Regions from separate parts of the Triticum aestivum genome. Here region 2 is linked to region 1. Evidence: chromatin contacts called from public Hi-C data. All regions are on one chromosome and are shown on one strand. Each heading gives the region's core, a stretch centred on a gene start, on an enhancer-like site or on the middle of the called end of the contact. The rest is flanking DNA. Distances are from core to core; before and after follow the strand shown.

The links. Hi-C and Micro-C count contacts between places; a contact is called where the count stands out from the background.
Region 2: a Hi-C map of leaf shows a contact between it and region 1, with 2.6 times the contacts expected there. The contact joins the promoter of LOC123124488 here to the promoter of LOC123124424 in region 1. A contact is called at or near these places in 2 of 5 Hi-C or Micro-C datasets (both in leaf).

Annotation. Positions count from the first base shown.
Region 1 is chr1B:363,560,205-363,566,514 of IWGSC CS RefSeq v2.1, reverse strand. It overlaps LOC123124424, which reads right to left and starts at 4,214. Exons shown (of 7, transcript XR_006461081.1): 1 at 3,534-4,214; 2 at 3,372-3,444; 3 at 3,130-3,222; 4 at 2,777-2,860; 5 at 2,132-2,346; 6 at 1,901-1,995; 7 at 1-1,197. It overlaps LOC123124406 (rab GTPase-activating protein 22), which reads left to right and starts at 4,787. Exons shown (of 5, transcript XM_044545023.1): 1 at 4,787-5,181; 2 at 5,276-5,408; 3 at 5,519-5,568; 4 at 6,140-6,193. The coding sequence starts at 4,802.
Region 2 is chr1B:363,763,876-363,770,147 of IWGSC CS RefSeq v2.1, reverse strand. LOC123124488 (methionine gamma-lyase) reads right to left here and starts at 3,528. Exons shown (of 2, transcript XM_044545099.1): 1 at 2,657-3,528; 2 at 1-752. The coding sequence starts at 3,440. The coding sequence ends at 154.

The DNA.
Region 1 (6,310 bases), core at 2,965-5,464:
AAGTCCACTACTCCGATAGGCTCTTACCCCAGGTACCACTGCAACGACGGAGCTGCCAAAACCATAAGAAGTCGTGCTCTCTCCCGTTGAAGTCATCACCAGCGCCAGAGAATGATTCCAACTGAACGGAGGGAGCGGATCTTCGTTCATTGGTCCGATCCCACCGTCTTCGACGCCACCTAGGAAGACACAATTCACCCGAAGGAGCGCGCCCTGCTCTATTGGCTTGGGATCAAGCCGTATCTCAAGGAGGGGATGTTAGCACCCTAATTCAAAGAAAGTGCTGCCATGGCAGCAAAACAGGCGACGACACTAGGAGGCACAACGATGCTGATCAAAAGCATTGCCATCCTGCCATGGGGCCAAACCAGGATGAAGAGCGTGCATTTCTCGTTCATCTCGGATCGCATAGCCCAACCGCAAGTATATGGAGCCATAGTGAATCAACACTACTTAAGAGAGAACCACATGAGAGAAAAAAAATGCATCCAATTGATAAAAAGGCACGACATCGGCTTATTTTTCTGTTTCACTTTTTTTGCAAAACAGTGTGCCTTTGCTGTCAGTGTCGAATGCAGAAATAATTTTCAGGTGTGGCGGAGCTTATGAAGGAGAAAAGCATGTAAAATGCAACTGACCAAAAACTGTCTATAATATTAGATATATACTAGCAAAAATGCCCGTGCGTTGCAACGGGGAAAACGCTATATGTGTGTGTGTGTGGGGGGGGGGGGGGTTATCACTTCTATATGGGTCAAGGATAGTCCTACCATTTTCAAATTGTGGGCATGAGTGCTAGAGCTATTATCTCAGACATTTTTATGCCCAGATAAATCAAGTACTAATCATATCACTTAATTGTACCAATAATATACTTATGTTACATCACCCAGGAAAATATTATTGTAAAAAGGAACGGATTTAAAAAAAATTGGTTTGCAATCATATATGCATGCAGGGGATCAATATTTTGCTTCAAAGTTCTATGAAGAGTTTGTGGCTCATGCCTCATTACAATTAAAAGAAGAAAATCTTGTCATCTGTAGGAGGGCACTAGCACTTTGCAGAAAATATACCTTCGAGATTCATTCTCAAATAAAATTCGGAAGTGCAAAACCAGATCTAACAGTAGTCACAGTACAACTCCAACCTCCTCGTTTGTTAACTTGCCGTTGTTCTGATGTAGATTCAGCCTCTCTAGCAGAAGGAAAATCCATGTCAATAATAGACTTTGAAACTCAAAGTACAAACTAAATGAAATCCTTCTCAAGTGTGTTTCTGCTTCCACAATAATAATAAAGAATTCTACTTAAATGAGTGTCAAAAGGGATACTTATTGTAGATTACATGAGGAGCCAATGACTGTTTTTACCTAATAGAAAACAACAGGTAGAGAATCTTGTGTCAATAAAATCAATCCTTGGTGATTCAGAAATGGACGATGAACTACACGTAGATTAAACTAAACACTAATTCGAATTTTGAACTGACCCTAGACTACCAGTGTGACACTTGATGTTGGTTGTGTTGCCAAAGTTACAACAGACTTGCTGCTACATTGGTACTCCACATAAACAAAGTCAATCATTGCTGCTAAACTGGTAATCCACACGAACAAAGTCAATCAGCCATGTACCAAATGTATCTCTGAATTGTAAGTGCGCGAAGGACACAGAACCTACTACGAAAACATAAGTGCCGAGTCATCTAATTCATACAACTTAGTCTAAGGTGATAAGAGTAATGGTAAGTAGCCATTGCTGGGAGATGTGATTTATTGTTGCATACTGCATTGTACATGAACATTTTACAAATGCTTATAATATATAAACATCAATTTATATATATCTACATGGGAGCATTTCAGAAAACACATGGTGAGCATGAGTGTCGCACAAACCTACAACTTTCTAGATTTCCATGTCTCATGCATGGTGGTGGGCAGAAGCTGCAGCATGTTACTCCTTAGCTTGGGGGCCCTGGTCATGGAAGACCCTGCTGGCCAGGGGGCAAGGGGGCAACGGCCAGCAACACCCACGTAAACTTGTAGCTTTGCATCAAGGCGGCCTCTCATGCCAACTACAACAGCAAATTTTACAGAGTTGGAAGCGGGTAGTGGAGGCTTACTCACATCAATCGGAAAAAAGGACAGAGGACGTCGGATCTTGATGATGGGTGGCTGGGACCGAGGACGAGCCTGGACGACCTGAGGCAGCAGCACAATAGCTCCGTCATGCTGGCGTCCGGCCGTTGATCCCTGGCACCACGGTAAGAAGGCATGAAGGAGAGGGAGCTCCCAAATGGCGACGGCGACCCGAGATCCCTTGCGTCGGCAGGGCCGTCGACCTTCATGAACCAGAAGTGATGGAGAAGCAGCATAGTAGTACAGGTCAATGTTTGAATGGATACTACTGAAATATGCCCCGGGAATCCAAAGAAAATAAGACATTGCCAAACAGCACATACAAGTTGACAGCACATAGGGACGTATTCAAGAAATCAAGCATGTGCTTTTCTTAGAGCTAGTAAATTAGTGATGTTATTCTCCGTACCAAAATTCTGATTAGCAAAAGTATTGGGCTAGCTGAGAAAATGGAGATTGTTTAACAAATAGTAGCATTATACATGTAATTTAATAAACATATGTTGCAACAGCATTGCTTCTCATAGCATCACCAAATTGGTGCATGCGCTTAGTTAGATAGTGGCGGTGTTTGTCTGTCTTTCAATCAATATACGGAAAATGCTTACAATTAGCATGAAGGGAAATACTCACGTCAAAATCCCATTCACTATAGAGGTCAGGATCATCTACATTCCCCCATATGTATGCATAGGCCATCATTGTATCCGCCGAATCCTGCAAATCCGAAGTACTCAATCCTCTTTCCGTGGAACAGTCTAGTGAAGAATTTCTATCTTAAGTGCCAAACGAAAAGTGGTCTTTCATGATAGAACAAAACCAATTGATAGCAGTTCTATCTGTGTGCCCCAAATAAGAAGGCTCAATCATGAAAAGGGGTGTCAGGATAATTGATTTGAACTAAACATTTCACTGAATTTTGCAGGTCATCATAAATCCGGCTACCCTGAGCTGAAGCAGAGACCTAGGCCAGCGAATGGACTTACAGTCAGTGAGATGCCAACAACTTCCCTCACATACTGTTCATCTTCAAATGTGTCCAGCACATTGAACTCCCCATCAGTGATCCCCTTCCAAACCTAGACACATGAACAGATTGTCACTCGTTCTGCACTTCAACCGTTCCATACTGACAGTACTCGCCATTGTTCACATCTTAACTTGCAGTGGACAAAATAAGAAATTAACAGCAAGTATACGGGATGTGTGCGCGTGGGATTGCATGCACCTTTCCGGGGACTTTGTTGCCGTCGACGGGGAGCATCGCTGGGTATACGCGGCCCCTGATGTTGAGCCTCTGGCTGCGACAAAAGCAACATGAGAATAGCGACATGGGGCGCAGAGGGAGAGGGAGAACACATGACGAACACCGGGAGGAGTGGACACTCACCTGGGCGAGAACCACCGCGAAGGACATCCCCGGCGACAGTGCGAGGTCCTGCACGTCGTCATCGGCGTCCTTACCGTCACCTTCGCCGCCCTCTCCTCTCCGAGCGAACAACAGTCGCCGGCGCCGCCGCAGGTGAATCCCCTTCCGCGGTCGGGAGCGCCGGGAGGCCGAGTCGGTCGAGGACGCGGAGGAGGAGGCCCTGTTGGCCTCCGGGGAGTCACCGGCGATGTGGGCGGCCCCGTCCATCGAAAGGGGGCCCGCTGGAGTTGAAGCCCTGCCGCTGGACCTCCTCCCGCGCCTTGTAGATCGCCTCCATGTCGTCCCCAAAACATAATCCGGCCCCTACCTCGCCTCCTCGACCGGATCTGGCCAGAGATTGCCGCCGCCGCGCCCAACATCGTCTGCATCGCAGCCCCATCTCGCTCGGAACCGGCGAGGAACGCCGCTGCCATGTACTTGGAGTTGAAGCTCCGCCGCTGGACCTGCTCCCGCGCCTCCTAGATCGCCTCGGCCTCGCCTCCTCGACCGGATCGCCTCGGCCTCGCCTCCTCGACCGGATCGCCTCGGCCTCGCCTCCTCGACCGGATCTCGCCGGAGATCGCAGCCCCCGCGCCGGGCATCGTCTGTATCGCGGCCAGCCTCAACCTCCAGCTCGTCTCGCTCGCCAGCAATTGAATAACAAAACGCAGGGTCCTTTTTGTAAGAACAACGTATATCATATATCCACTTAAAAAGGAACTGCGGGTTGAATACCAGAAACAATAGGGACTATTTTGCAAAATCGCTAGCGACGACGGACGACGGAAACCCAATTTTCTTTATTATTATATATAGGTAACTTTGTATTTTGCAAATACAACTAAAATCCAAATTTAAGTACCATATTCTATTATCATGCATGTACTCGTACTCTGTTCGGCAGAGTTTTACATCATCCCCACCAGCTACGTACTTGTAGTATCAAGTCCATGTCCAACACGTAGGTGTACTAGTATATTTGGTTCAAATTTAGGTGTGGCAGCTGCCAGGCCTTGCCAGATAGCTGGCTCCGCCACTGTTTGCTGTAAGGGTGCATTGTGCTGTGAGTTAAACTGGATCGAGAGTCTAACACCCAACATCTTGATGCTAGGAAATTTCATACCCTAAAAAAAGAACTACGAAAACCATTTTTTTAGATTTTTTTTCAAAGTTTCTTCATTCGATCGGTAGGCACCAAACGTCAAACGACGTATACACCGACCCGAACCCGCCTCGTGAGGCCCACGAACATGGCCCTATCGATCAGTGACGCACGCACGCACCACTTTCGTCGAAATCGTCAGACGGGACAGCGCGAGAACTGCAGAGAGAGGAAAAAAAGGAAGAGGAAAAAGGAGAAACCCGGAGGCCGGAATCCCAATCGATCGAAGGAAGCAGAGCTGGGGGATCGCAGCGGCGGCGGCGGCGGGGGGAAGAGCCGGAGGGGAGCCGTGGAGCGATCAGGGGGGCATCTGCGCCCGATGTGGGCGTGGGGCCTCGCCGAGCGCGCCGTCGCCGGCCTCCTCGGCCCCGCCGGCGCGAATGGCGGTCGCTGGAACACCGCCGTCGCCGTCGGGGTCACGGCCGCGGCCGGCATCGCGCTAGTCGCCATCGTCGTCTCCTCCCGCAGGTTGGCCACCGCCAGACCCAAACCCTCCCCCCCTTCTGCCAAAGGTGGTCCTGTGCTTCGTCCCCTTAGTTGCATATGCGCGCTCTGGATGCAGGGGCGGGATCAAATCGCCGTGGCGGCGGCGGAGGAAGCCCGCGCTTGGGCCCAAGGAATGGCGTAGCTTGTTCACGCCGGAGGGGAAGTTCTACGACGGTGGCGTCAAGCTACTGAAGAGAGTTCGGAACGGAGTAAGATATAGTGAAGCTTAGTTTGTTTGTTACAGTATTTCCTTGCTATCTTGTGAGTTCCTGATGTAGCTTACAAAGTCATTATATTGAGCTGTCTGCTTTCGTGACAGGGGGTTGAGCCGAGCATCAGAGCAGAGGTCTGGCCGTTCCTTCTTGGAGTGTAAGTACTCTAGACATTGTGATCCGAGGACAGATTTAGCTATGCTTGCAGATGTATACTTAGATCCACGAGATACTTGCACATGAGGAACTCATGCTAACATCGTTTTGTATTTTTAGCAACAGATTCTGTTGATGTTCCTTTTTTTACATGATTCATCTTTTCTGCATTTGAGTGAGGCTTTATACTTTATAATTAACTGTTTCAGTTTTGGGACTTGAACAGAACATAGATAGGGCCAACTTAAGAGAGGCATACTCACTTTTGTACTTTTTGTTAGTATGTAAATGTGGAAATTAGTGTTTTCCACAGGATTTTCCCAGGCTACCTGCCCCCCGCTCCTGTTCATTTGTAGTATCAAAACTATTGCGTGCAGTTTTAGATTGATTCTAAACTAAGTAGATGAAGGAAAACTTACGAATACACCAATTTTGCACATAGTTCAGCCTTCTCTGGTAGGCACAGTAAGAGATACATCGTGGAAATTTTATGTACTTAGTCACATGTGCGTTTTTTTTGGGGTAGTCAGAGTGTTTACCTCGAGTAATTGGAATTTTTGACTCTCGTGCAGTTATAGCCTGAATAGTTCAGAAGCTGAAAGGGAAGCAATTAAGGCCCATAACAGGTACACCATTTTTTCAACCATCTATGTTTCATGACTCCAGTCCATGGTTGCCCACAGTCTCACTATAGTTTTCTTTACCACTACAGAAATACATTGCTCCTTAATTAAGGAACACTT
Region 2 (6,272 bases), core at 2,279-4,778, 200 kb before region 1:
ATCAGGCGTGCTGCTTAACACACTGGCATGTCCATCCATCTGATCTGGTCCAGATGGCGCTTAACCGTACTTACTTAGCTAGTAAATGTAGGAGCATATAATATATTACACGCCATGAGGATCAGGGCTTGGTTTACTCAGACTCTTCCGTCGTCAGACGGCCTTGCCGTACTTGGCGGCGGCGGCGGGGGTGTCCTGCTGCTGCATGAGCGCGAGGGCGCGCTCGAACTGCGTCCAGCGCTGCTCCAGGGTGCCGTTGTAGCCGACGGACATGCGGATGAGGCCCGGGGAGATGCCGGCGCGGGCGCGGTCCTCGGGGTCCATCTCGCTGCTGGTGCTATTGCCGGAGCAGGACATGAGGGTGTCGTAGTAGCCGAGGCTGACGGCCATGAGGCCGAACTGGGTGGTGTTCTGCAGGTGGTACATGAGGCGGTTGGCCCGCTCCTCGGTGCCCATGTCGAGGCAGAGCATGCCGCCGGCGCCGTAGCCCGGGTTGCCCATGGCGCGCAGCCGGGCGTGGTGCGGGTGGTCGGGGAGGCCCGGGTAGGTGACGCGGAGGCCCTGGCGGCGCATCCGGGCGGCGAACTCGGCGGCGCGGCGCGAGTGCTCCTGCATCCGCAGCGGCAGGTGCGGGAGGCGGCCAGCCAGCTCGGACGCCACCTTGGCGTTCATCGTGGGGCCCAGCAGCATCAGTGCGCCGTCCTGCAGGTCCATCATGGAGTTCACCAGGCTCGCCGGCCCACAGATCGCACCTGGAATCGTCAACATTTTGTTAGCACAGTTATTACTTCGTGCTACTGCAGGAGAGTGCGCAAGTTTGCGAGAGAGAAGTTGGGTGGGTGCGCTCGTCTTTGGTGGATCGCGCTAGGCACCAAAAGCGCAACCACAAGATACTATCGTCACCGTGGAGCGATGCCATGCCAGGACATTCACGGGTTGCCGGGTTGGCAATTGTTACGGTGCTGGTGGCAGCGGAAGGAAGCGAAGGAACAGCTCGCTCGCGCAATGATGAACCAAATGGCGCGAAAACGCGCAAGCAGCCAAAAAAGGACGACCCCGTCGCGTCGTCCATGGACCGTGGAGAGCTAGCAGGCAGCTGAGGCTCCATCATTCGCGTCCGGCCGCGAAACGATCGACGGTGGTGGTGGCATGCGAGGGAGCGTACGCGTGCACGGCCAAAAACGGGTTAGGTGGGTCACTAGCTAGAGATAAGTAGCTGCTGGCTACAGACGACTACTCGTAGTACGTACGTGTGAGGGTGAGCATCGCTGACTCATCGCTTCGTCCTTTTGGGCCTTGTCTCCACACGGGCGTGGCGACCACCTTGCGTGGGGTGGGGTGCAACAATGAGAGGCGTCCGTGTCGAGAGCCTCTTTGCATCTATGCATGCTCCCTTAAAGTGATGGCCGGCCACCGGCAGTGAATCACTACCCGCTACTGAATTGTGCTTCTAGAGTACTCACTCCGTACAAAAATGCACTATAAATAAGCCACACTTTTTTGAGGCAGAGGGAGTATCATCTTGTACCCAAATATCCATGATTGTACTTCCAGAAATACTTGTTATTGAGATGGATGTATCTAAATGTATTTTAGTTCTAGAACATCTATTTTCATTCATTTTGATGACAAGTAATTCCGGACGGAGGGAGTGCTATCCAATACTGAGTATCTGTAAGGTAGCTACTGCAGATTTGCTTAGGAGGTTGGATAGTGCTTAATCTAAATAGAGCACGTGTTTGTGTCCACAGTTAGGCATAAGTAATAGTACTACTAGTATTATATGACCAACTATATAAACTAAGGATTACGATTGATCCTATCATAATCGTTACTTAGCGGGGTACCCGTTTCTCCTAATTACTACTCAACGCTATTCCATCATTTTCTTTCTAGAGAATCTCACGATTCCACTGTTTCTTAAGTACTACTCCCTCCGTCCGGAAATACTTGGCATCAAAATGGATAAAATGAGATGTATCTACGGACGGAGGGAGTAGTAGTACCCCCTCCGTCCGAAAATACTTGTCATCAAAATGGACAAAAAAGAATGTATTTAGAACTAAAATACATCTAGATACATCCCCTTTTATTTATTTTGATGATAAGTATTTCCGGACGAAGGGAGTGTTGTTCTACTAGTTTTTTTAAAACATGGATGCTATTCTAGTTGAATCTATGCAACCCCGGGATGCCCTTTTCCATTCGTCCCGTGTCTCAGGGCATTCCATGTGAGCACTGCTGCTTTGAGCGTAGCTAGCCCCACCATGCATGGTCGCACGTACCATCTGTTTGTGTGTGTGTGTCTAGTGATGCTACTGCCGTATAGTTTTTTCCTAACTTGCAGAACTAATGACACGTCCGGAGAACGATAGTTTCACCGTTAATTCCAAACAAAGCAATGCTAATTCCAAATAAGATGACGGTTGACTAAAAACGTGAGGGTAGTTGCAATCCGAAATTAAAAAAACTAGGTACGTGTGGACTTTATCGAACTTTTAAGTTGGGGAGATAGGCTTGCATGCGTGGGACTTTTAACTAGCATACGTGGATCGTTCTAAACAACAGCTGTTGCCGTTCCTTGTCTTTGCATCATTGCATGCCTGCATGGAACATGCAACATAACTTGGGAGTACTTCCGGGAGTACATCCTTACCGGCGATGATGTCTGCGCCGCCGCTGATGAACTTGGACACGCTGTGGACGACGACGTCGGCGCCGAGCCGCGCGGGCGAGACGACCACGGGGGTGAAGGTGTTGTCCACCACCAGCTTGGCCCCGGCCTCGTGCGCCACCCGCGCCAGCATCGGGATGTCGGCGACGGCCAGCGTCGGGTTCGACATCGTCTCCACGTACACCAGCCGCGTCTCCCCCGGCCTTATGGCCGCGCGCACGGCCGCCTCGTCGTCCGTGTCCACGAACGTCGCCTGCACGCCAGAGGTGCGCGGCAGGAACCGGGACAGCAGCGCGTGGGTGCCGCCGTACAGGCAGCGCGACGCCACCACGTGCCCGCCGGCGCCCACCAGCTGCATCAGCACGCAGGAGATGGCCGACATGCCGGACGCCGTGCAGTAGGCGGCCTCGGTCCCCTCCAGCGCGGCCATCTGCCGCCCCAGCGCCAGCACCGTCGGGTTGAAGTGGCGGCTGTAGATGTACAGGTCGCCGCGCTCCGGGCCCAGCTCCCCCGTGAAGAGCCGGCGCATGGTGTCCGGCTCCATCACGGTGAACGTGGCCGAGGCCTCGATGGACATGTTCACGCCGCCGTGCTCGCCGAACTCGTGCCGGGCCGCGGCCAGTGCCGCCGCGGGGTCGGACTCCCGGCGGCGCGCCTTGGGCGCCTTCTCCTCCGTGCTGCCGTTGTCGTCGCCGAAGCCATCGTTCTGCGGGGGCGGGCGCTTGAGGAGGGTGAGGGGCTCGGCGGCGGCGAGGACGTGGGCCATTGGGATCGTAGGATGGATGACTGGATGTTTTTGCAGAGAAGAGAGCGCGAGCGAGATCGATCAAGAGCGGTGTGGGGAAGCGAGCAGGGGACGGTGCCAATTTATAGCCTATGATCAGGAATTCAGGTTCTGGCAGGTATAGTCCGGAGTTGGGAGAGCTGCGGAGCCGTGAACGTGGACAATACGGGCAGAGGATTGGAAGGAGGAACGTGCCGGAAAAAAAAAAGATCGTACGTTCTTTGTAAATTGTAACGTCAATAATAATGCATGACAAGTGTAATGTTGAGCATTTGTGCCAAAAGATCAGGAAATCGTAACGCATGCATCATGTTTTACTTCCTCCAACCTTTTATGCATATAGACGTAATTTAGAATGTAGGTTCACTCAGTTTGCTTCGTATGTACTCCCTCCGTTCGGTATTACTTGTCTCCGAAATGGATGTATCTAGAACTAAAATATATCTAGATACATCCATTTCTACGACAAGTAATTCGAAACGGAGGGATTAGTCAACATTGAAATCTCTTATATTTCTCCATGACTAATGAGAACCTTTTTCCCTCATGCAAAACAAAATCTCTTATGTATTCAATAAGGGAGTAAATTTATTGGACAGTTCGTAACAGCATACCAGGCTAATTTTGCCCTCTAACCGGCCGGCCAGGATGAATATGTACGTGCAGCGAACCAGGTTCAATGCACTTATGTTCGGCGGTGAAAAGAGACGGCGTCCATGTTCAATGAACCGAAACGCAGGCCTCCTATACTAAGGCGACCATTACAATAGCAGTCAAAATTGGCCGCCATGCATGCTAATTCTGGTACGTACTCCACAAAGATAGACGATTCGTGCAGATTTCGAATGAATCTGGCCGTGAATCTTCCCAAATCTGGCAGCAAAAGTGAGCATCCGAAGGCAAACCATATCAGGATGCTGCGTCTATCCGCATCTGGGCTCGCCACTTATTAGATGGATGCGTTCCATCACGATCACGGCGGGGTCATGAGTGTTTGACTGATCCTAGCTGGCCCATCGACAAGAAGGCAAAATCGTGTTCAACTTCTCCTTCCAAACCAAACGTATCGGCGTGCGTGTAATCACGTAACTGTGCAAGTTTTTTTTTTCCTTCTCCTCTTGAACGACGAACTCGATCACAGCCACATGTTTGGCAAATTTCGTAGTATAGGTTTTCTGATAGGAAACTGTAATGATGTGTTTAGTGCGGACTACCTGCATGTCTGGCAGGGGCGTTGTCCTTTAATAGGAATAATGTCCTCATGTTCTATCTCCGTTTCGATGATGTGTTTAGTGCGGAGGGTGTGTGGAAGTGTGTCTCCCTCGGATCTTGTAGGATTCGCTCAGTGTTCGTATTCGGAGGAATTGTTTGGATCCGGTCTTCGTTCGTCTTCGTTTGAGTGTTTACATGCTTGATCCTTCTCATCTACAATTTTCTTCATCAACGATGGTTGTTGCCCTGTTGCGCTGGTCCTATGAGGCCTTAACACGACAACTTCCCGATTGTCTAATATAACAAGGTTTACCTGACTCTGGTGAGGGAGAGACGATGACGGCGGCGCGCCTTCGGCTTGGTCCAATGCTTGTAGTCATTGCTAGATGGCCCATAGACATGATTGTAATTTTTGTTATCTCTATTGTTCTTCGTACTACCATGACCGAAGATAAATAGATTGGTAGTCTCTCGCAAAAAAAAAAACATTGCTAGTGCACACACAAATAAGAGAGTAGACAAAGAGAAAGTACATTAAATCTTGAAGGTGCACAAGTCTTCTTCTTCTAATATTTGTTCATTTAAAGGTGTTTTATGAAAGAAAAAGAAATGTTTTTTAGACAAAGAGAAAAACAACTACTTAATGAGTGGTATTTTTACACTCATCACATGTTGTTTCAAACCAGATTATCTTAGAAAATATGAGAAAATCACTCTGATAATGCTACTCATGACCAATGAATATGAGAGATCATGAAATTCTTTCTTTATTCTGTTTCCGTGGAACTTCTTTGATGTTTTTAGAGGCAATACCTCGCATTCATTAGTCATTAGTCATTAGTGGCAATATCTCACATTTATTAGTGAGATATTGTTTCATGTGAATGTCAAAAAATAGTCATTAGTGGTCTTATGTCACTAAATATTTGAATAATGATGTGAGATTTTAGTCATTAGTTATTAGACATTAGTGGCAATATTTCAATAAATATTTCACTAATGAATGCGAGAGATCAAATCTCTTGCATTCATTAGTCATTAGTCGCAATATCTCGCTCATTAGTCATTAATGGCAACATCTCACTAAATTTTGATTTGAGCAAGGACTCGTCGATGTTTTTATAGCAATTTGATATTGTAGTTTCCATAGAATTGTGCATTATTCTATTCGACTAAAAAATATTTTCTTAGAAGATACGTGGAGGTCCGCCTGTACGCTCATGGTGAAGCCACAAGTGTGTCCGAAGAGGCCGCACGCAAGCAACCCATTTATTTCCAGAGGATCAACTTCATCGATCTGTGAAGTCAAGAAGAAGTATCATATGTTAGGATGGTATCCTCCACCGGAGAATTCAAGTGGCTTGACTTTCCACATGTTCATACATGTGGTTGACTCAAAACCAATGCAAACTTTATGATAGTTATGTTCAGAGTGTTTATATCATACATATGCTATCGTTCAATGTTAATTATTCGCAATGCATAATTATGGCCGTTGTCGCTCTTTAGTTGATCGCTTCTTAATCTAATTGTTAGCATTCACTTGTACTAAGCGGGAATGTTGTCTATGCATCCAAATTCATGAAACCCAAAGATTCACCA